Linked DNA regions of Sus scrofa: region 1 is linked to region 2. The links are chromatin contacts, called in public Hi-C maps. All regions are on one chromosome and are shown on one strand. The core of a region is the stretch at or near the end of the contact, and the rest is flanking DNA. Distances in the headings are between cores, read along the strand shown. Region 1 overlaps PLCB1 (1-phosphatidylinositol 4,5-bisphosphate phosphodiesterase beta-1). Region 2 overlaps PLCB1 (1-phosphatidylinositol 4,5-bisphosphate phosphodiesterase beta-1).

Region 1 (3,041 bases), core at 143-2,642, 240 kb before region 2:
CAGGCTTATTTGATGGAGGTACTGTCATCTAAACAGTGCACGTATCTTTAAAAATGGTGATATTCTGTTTAAAAGGGTAGGATAAAATGGGTGAACTCTAAAATAATTATGCATAGAAATTACCTCATTCATATATAATGCAGCTTCACATTTAGCCAATATATGGTCATTTCAATAGATTGTTTTTCCTTCTGAAGATTAGGTGGCTGATTCCACTAGCTTAAATATTCCCATTGATATAAGGCATTATGTTCTTCCAAGTTCTGGGCTTCAGTCAGACTCAGTCATATCAATTATGTAACAAGATGTTCAAGTCAAAAAGTAAATAAAGCATACTTTTAAATTGTTGGATTTGACTTCTTTCAGGGTCCACTTGGTGCAATAGCATAAGAAGCCCAGTAGATGGCAATATTGGCTCAACAGTGAGGTAATTTACCATGGGCTAGTACCTCCCCTCCTTGCCTTCTCTCAGCTTCTCAATCTCTATAAATGACACTGCCCCCAGCACTGCCTCCAAGAAGCTGATAAATGTTTTCATTTGGCTGACAAAGTTCAATCGATTACTGAATGATAGCAGCGAGCAAAGTATTCATGAAATAATCTTTAGAGGGAAAAGATGTCTAGAACCAACACAGCTTATAATTTACAGTTTGTTTATTAAAGGGAAGCCACATGTAACTAACTATGATGCTGATACTGTTAGTTGATAAGATGAATCAATTCTACTTTGACTAGAAAACATTCTATCAGAGACACATTCTTTTAAGAGGTTAAAAAGTTTTTATAATCAAGTTTATTGCCTCGAGTTTTTGTAACTTTTTTTTTTTTTTAATTAGAGGGGGGATTCTTTTGATTGAGTAATTTAGGAAGGTGTTTGGCAGAACAGTGCTTCGTGGGTCACAGCAACCCAGCAGTCATTTCAAATAATCCCGCCATTCTCTGACATACGTGGGAAAGAAAGAATTTATCTTCTTTTACTCTATGAGCAGGAAACTGATTTCTCCCTTATACATTTTTAGAGGGAACTTGGAGGAATCTTTTTGAACAATAAAAATTTACTATATTCCAGTTCTTTGACAAGGGTACAGGCAAAGAGCTAGATTTTGGGGGAGGATGTGGCCAACAGGGGCCGTGATAGACGAGCTTTGATATACGAAACATTTCAAATGTTTCAAGTTACATGGGTTTCCGATGCTGAAAACATCTAAGTTACATGTGTTCCTGATGCAAATGGTAAATGAGCAGTGCTCTTTATTCAGGGGCATACCTACATATTAAAATGCTCAAAACTTTCCATCAAAATAAAGATTGCACAACCGAGTTCGGGAGCTAGCTTAGGAAATCTACCCAATTACTAACAGATTGCTTGCTCTTTCTCTGAATTAAGCAACAGTGTTCACTGCCTGTAAAAATCGTTATTTGTGTTATGTATCCAGTTAATAAAAGGGAGGGGACTGGGAAAGGCAGATGGTAAAACAACAAGCTCCCACATGCAAAGGAAGGCACGTTTCCCTCACTAGCATTCAAGAGACAGGATCATCCTGAGAAAGAGGTGGCCTGTGAGTGACATTCATTCCAAAACTGCAAAAAGAACATGCTTACTGGGAACAAAAGTTATTTTTGAAAAAAGAATCAGAATTGCATAATAATGTTTGAAACACCCAGTCAAAAACTACCAAAAAACAAAACAAAACAAACCCAAAAAAACCCCAAAACCTAAAAAACCTTTCAAGGAATTATAAAACATCTGTTGATGAGGATTTTAATCTAAACAATAAAAGTAATTGGCAGTTGAGGTGGAAACATGGAAGAAAAGAAAGAGTCTTGGCCAATCTTTTTTTTTTTTTCCCTGATTGCCCTAGAGTTTATATTTCAATTTTTAAAAATGACTTTTAAATCTTTTTACATATGATTGGTATACAAAGAAGTACACATAGCATACGTGTACAGCCCATAAACAGATCACACAGACCTTAGGAAACAGTACCCAGGACAAGAAACAAAATATAACCAGTGTCCAGAAACCTCCTTGGGTTTCTAGTCATTCTTCACCAAGGGTAACCATCTCCTGACCTCCAATGGTCCAGGTTAGTTCTGCATGTTTTTGTACTTTATATAAATAGAAGCATAGAGTGGATACTTTCTGTTGCTGTTGTTGTTTTGTGTTGTTTTGTTTCATTTTGCATTTGACTTCTTTTACTCAACATTGTGTTTCTGGGATTTGTCCATACTGCTGTGTGCAATTGTAGATCATTATTGCTGCTCATTATTCTGTGGCATGATTATACCATGATTTACTTATCTCTTCATGGGCTAGTCTGAACAGTGTTGCTTTAAGCAATTCCTGTACACATCTCCTGGTGAACAGCTCTATGCATTTCTCATGGGGGTACATCTAGGGATGGAATTCTCTGGGGCCCAGAGGTTCATAGGTATGTGTTCAGCTTAGTTTTTGCAGATGATGCCAAACAGTTTTCCAAAGGGATTGTTCCAATGTCAGCTAAACTTTTTTTTTTTTTTTTTTTTTTTTTTGTCTTTTTTTGCTATTTCTTTGGGCTGCTCCCGCGGCACATGGAGGTTCCCAGGCTAGGGTCGAATTGGAGCTATAGCTACTGGCCTACACCAGAGCCACAGCAACATGGGATCCGAGCCGAGTCTGCAACCCACACCACAGCTCACGGCAACGCCGGATCGTTCACCCACTGAGCAAGGCCAGGGACCGAACCTGCAACCTCATGGTTCCTAGTCGGATTCGTTAACCACTGCGCCACGACGGGAACTCCTCAGATAAACTTTTTAATTGAAGAACTTCCTACATTCAAGCTTAAAGTTTCCTTCACTTGTTTAGCCTCCAATCAGAGATCTTCTTATGGCACATTGTAGATTGCCAAGATTTTGATTAGAGTTGGAAAAGAACTGAGACTAAATGAAAAATAATTAAAAGGAAATAGGTGATCATTTTTGAATTTTTTCCTCATCAGTCATAAGCACCTTTCTTTCTCCCTTCCTCCCTCCCTTCCTTCCTTTCCTCCCTCCCTCCC
Region 2 (2,870 bases), core at 147-2,646:
ATTTGGCAATTAGGGAAGGGGTGAATTCTTTGTGATACCACACATTTAGGCTTGCTTATGAGGACTTTGGTGTTAGATAACTCTTGATACATCTTAAATGAATCTGCACATGTTATAAAACTTCCCTTTGGGTCACTTTCTACTTCATGGAAATATCTCTTTTACTTTTAAGACATCAAGTTTTCAGAGGCTGTCCAGAACTATTTTTTACATTTTTCTGGTCATGTTTTACACTGATACAGGTATTTTTTTTAACACAATATTTCTACTTAGCCTGGAATTTTCTGGTTTCTTCTTTAATTGTAGAATTACTAATTATGGCTGTTTGGCTCAGAAATAACAGCAAACCTGAATAACACTACATATGGGGTTTTCTTTTTCTTACATAACAAGATGTGTGCCAGTTTATAGGGTTGTTATGGATGTTTAGGGTTCTGGACTCTATGTATTTCTGCTTTGATATTTTTACCCTGTGGATTTTTTTCTTCATGGTTACAAGATGGTTACTAGACCTTCAATTCTTATATACTCTCGATTGGATTTTATTTCTGTGTATGGTGTTAGAAACTTCTAATTTCATTCTTTTACATGGAGCTGTCCAGTCTCCCCAGAACCACCTATTGAAAATACTATCTTTTCTCCACTGTATATTCTTGCCTCCTTTGTCACAGATTAACTGACTATATGTTCACAGATTTATTTCTGGGCTTTCTATGCTGTTCCACTGACCTAAATTTCTGTTTTTGTGCCAATACTATACTGTTTTGATGACTGTAACTTTGTAGTATAGTCTGAAGACAGGGAGCCTGATTTCTCCAGCTCCATGTTTCATTCTCAAGATTGCTTTAGCTATTTGGAATCTTTTGTATTTACATATAAATTTTAATTTTTTTTGTTCTAGTTCTGTGGAAAATACCATTGTTAATTTAATAGGGATTGCCCTGATTACCTTGGTTAGTACAGACATTTTGAGGATATTAATTCTTCCAACCCAAGAACATGGTATACGTTTCCATCTATTCATGTCATCTTCAATTTCCTTCACCAATAGCTTATAGTTTTCAGAGTACAAGTCTTTTGCCTCTTTAGGTAGATTTATTCCTAGGTATTTTATTCTCTTCGATGAAGTGGTAAATGGGATTATTTTCTTAATTTTTCTGTATGATCTTTTGTTGTTAGAACAACACAGAAAAGTGTTCTCGCAATTCTTTTTATTCATGGAAGTAGATTTTCTATAGATCTTTTCTGCTTATTGGCCAGTGGTAGTTTTCATATTCTATCACATTTGAGAGGTGATTAGGAAAATCAAGTACTGTGGATCCAAGTCTTACTGTGGAGGGAGTTGTGGTGAAAGTACTCAGCAGCAGTGATGAGAGAGTCAGAATTTAGAACTCTTTTCCTGCCAAAGAAACTCAGAACTAACATAGAATTGATTCAGTATCTGGAGATTATTAACAGTTAACATAACATGTTTTTTAACCTTTATCCAGACTGATTGATTTACTTTAAAGTGTAATCTAGAATAATGGTAAAATGTCTGCAAAGAAACATGGATAAATGCAAAGAGGAAGCTGAATTCACTTGCAATATCAAATTCTAAACAAAACATTTAAATTATGTAATAAGGTCTATGGAGCTTGTTTAAGAATATATAAAAGCAGACAGCTGCATTACAAGCTATAAACACTCCAACTAAGAACATAAAATCAATCTGTCCTCTTTCAGAAATGCCATGGTTTGTTCTAATCAATCATTCTTAAATCATTCTGGTAAAGCTCCCAGGTCAGCCCTTTTATATATCATGATTATACAAAGGTCACTAGATGGCTGCTCCATGCCATCACCAGCAATAAGAAAGCCATCAATATTTTCTGAACTCAACACATCTGCAAACAGTAAAAGAGCTTAAAGGTGTACTTAGCCTCAGTGGATTTATACGTGTAAAGTGTTTAGAATATGCTTTGCACACTTGCTAAATGTTAGCTGCTGTGAATTTCTCTTTTGCCCACGAAGCAGGAAATGCTTGTAATATTTATATTTATATCTCTATCTGTCTATATCTATCTGAAGAGGAAGTGAAAAAACAAAAAAAGCCTATCCCAAAGCCAATCTTCTCTAGAAAAATACAAAGAAAATATGTTCTTTATTTGTTTTATCACTGTAAACAAGTGGGAAATAAGGTATTTGGCGAGTTGGAATGAGGTATTTTTAAGATGAGTGGGATTCATACAATTACAATAAGACTTATTAGCAAGACATTTATGACCCGCTTTTGTTAGAGAATTAAACAGCACAAATCCTCCCACCCTGAAATACTCTATTTCCAAATAAAGTAAAATGCAATTCAATGCAGTAAGGGAAACTTGCTAAAGCCTTCCTCCTTGACCATCAGAACTGTTTTTCCCACAAGAGGAAAGATAGAAAACTGCACATGGATTTTTGTAATTATTTCACCTTCCAAGTAAGACTGCTGTGCTGTTCACATAAAGCATCTTTCTACATTGTTTCAGCAAGAATATAAATATTTAGGAGTTCTCTTGTGGCACAGTGGGCTAAGGAACCAGCATTGTCACTGCAGTGGCTTGGATTGCTGCTATGCTGTGGGTTAGATCCCTAGCCCAGGAACTTCCACATGCTTTGGGAGTGGCCTAAATAAACAAATAAATAAGTATTTAGAGGAGGCAAGGAATATATGCTGACTTAACCACAAAAAGTAGCATTTGCAGAGCAAACACCACTTTAAAAATGAGTTGGATAAAAATTCATAAAATAAAAATTCACATAGAATAACACATCAAAATTGTGAGGTATTACAATAATCATGATTGCTATTTTGAGATGAGTAAATTGATGCTTACAGGGATTAAGTG

Evidence for each region. A called contact is a pair of places that touch in the nucleus more often than the background predicts.
Region 1: a contact with region 2 is called in a Hi-C map of liver, with 3 times the contacts expected there. The contact joins two enhancer-like sites. A contact is called at or near these places in 2 of 47 Hi-C or Micro-C datasets (embryonic fibroblasts and liver).

What each region holds. Positions count from the first base shown.
Region 1 is chr17:17,585,027-17,588,067 of Sscrofa11.1, reverse strand. The region is part of intron 14 of PLCB1 (1-phosphatidylinositol 4,5-bisphosphate phosphodiesterase beta-1); the gene reads right to left. Among named protein-coding and RNA genes, the nearest start is that of PLCB4, 330 kb to the left of the region's middle. Within about 2 kb of position 1,392, at least 9 of the 83 cell types and tissues checked have an H3K27ac peak or open chromatin away from gene starts, as enhancers often do. A contact at or near this core is called in liver, where this site is marked.
Region 2 is chr17:17,344,282-17,347,151 of Sscrofa11.1, reverse strand. All of the region lies in intron 3 of PLCB1 (1-phosphatidylinositol 4,5-bisphosphate phosphodiesterase beta-1), which reads right to left. Among named protein-coding and RNA genes, the nearest start is that of PLCB1, 340 kb to the right of the region's middle. Within about 2 kb of position 1,396, at least 1 of the 83 cell types and tissues checked has an H3K27ac peak or open chromatin away from gene starts, as enhancers often do. A contact at or near this core is called in liver, where this site is marked.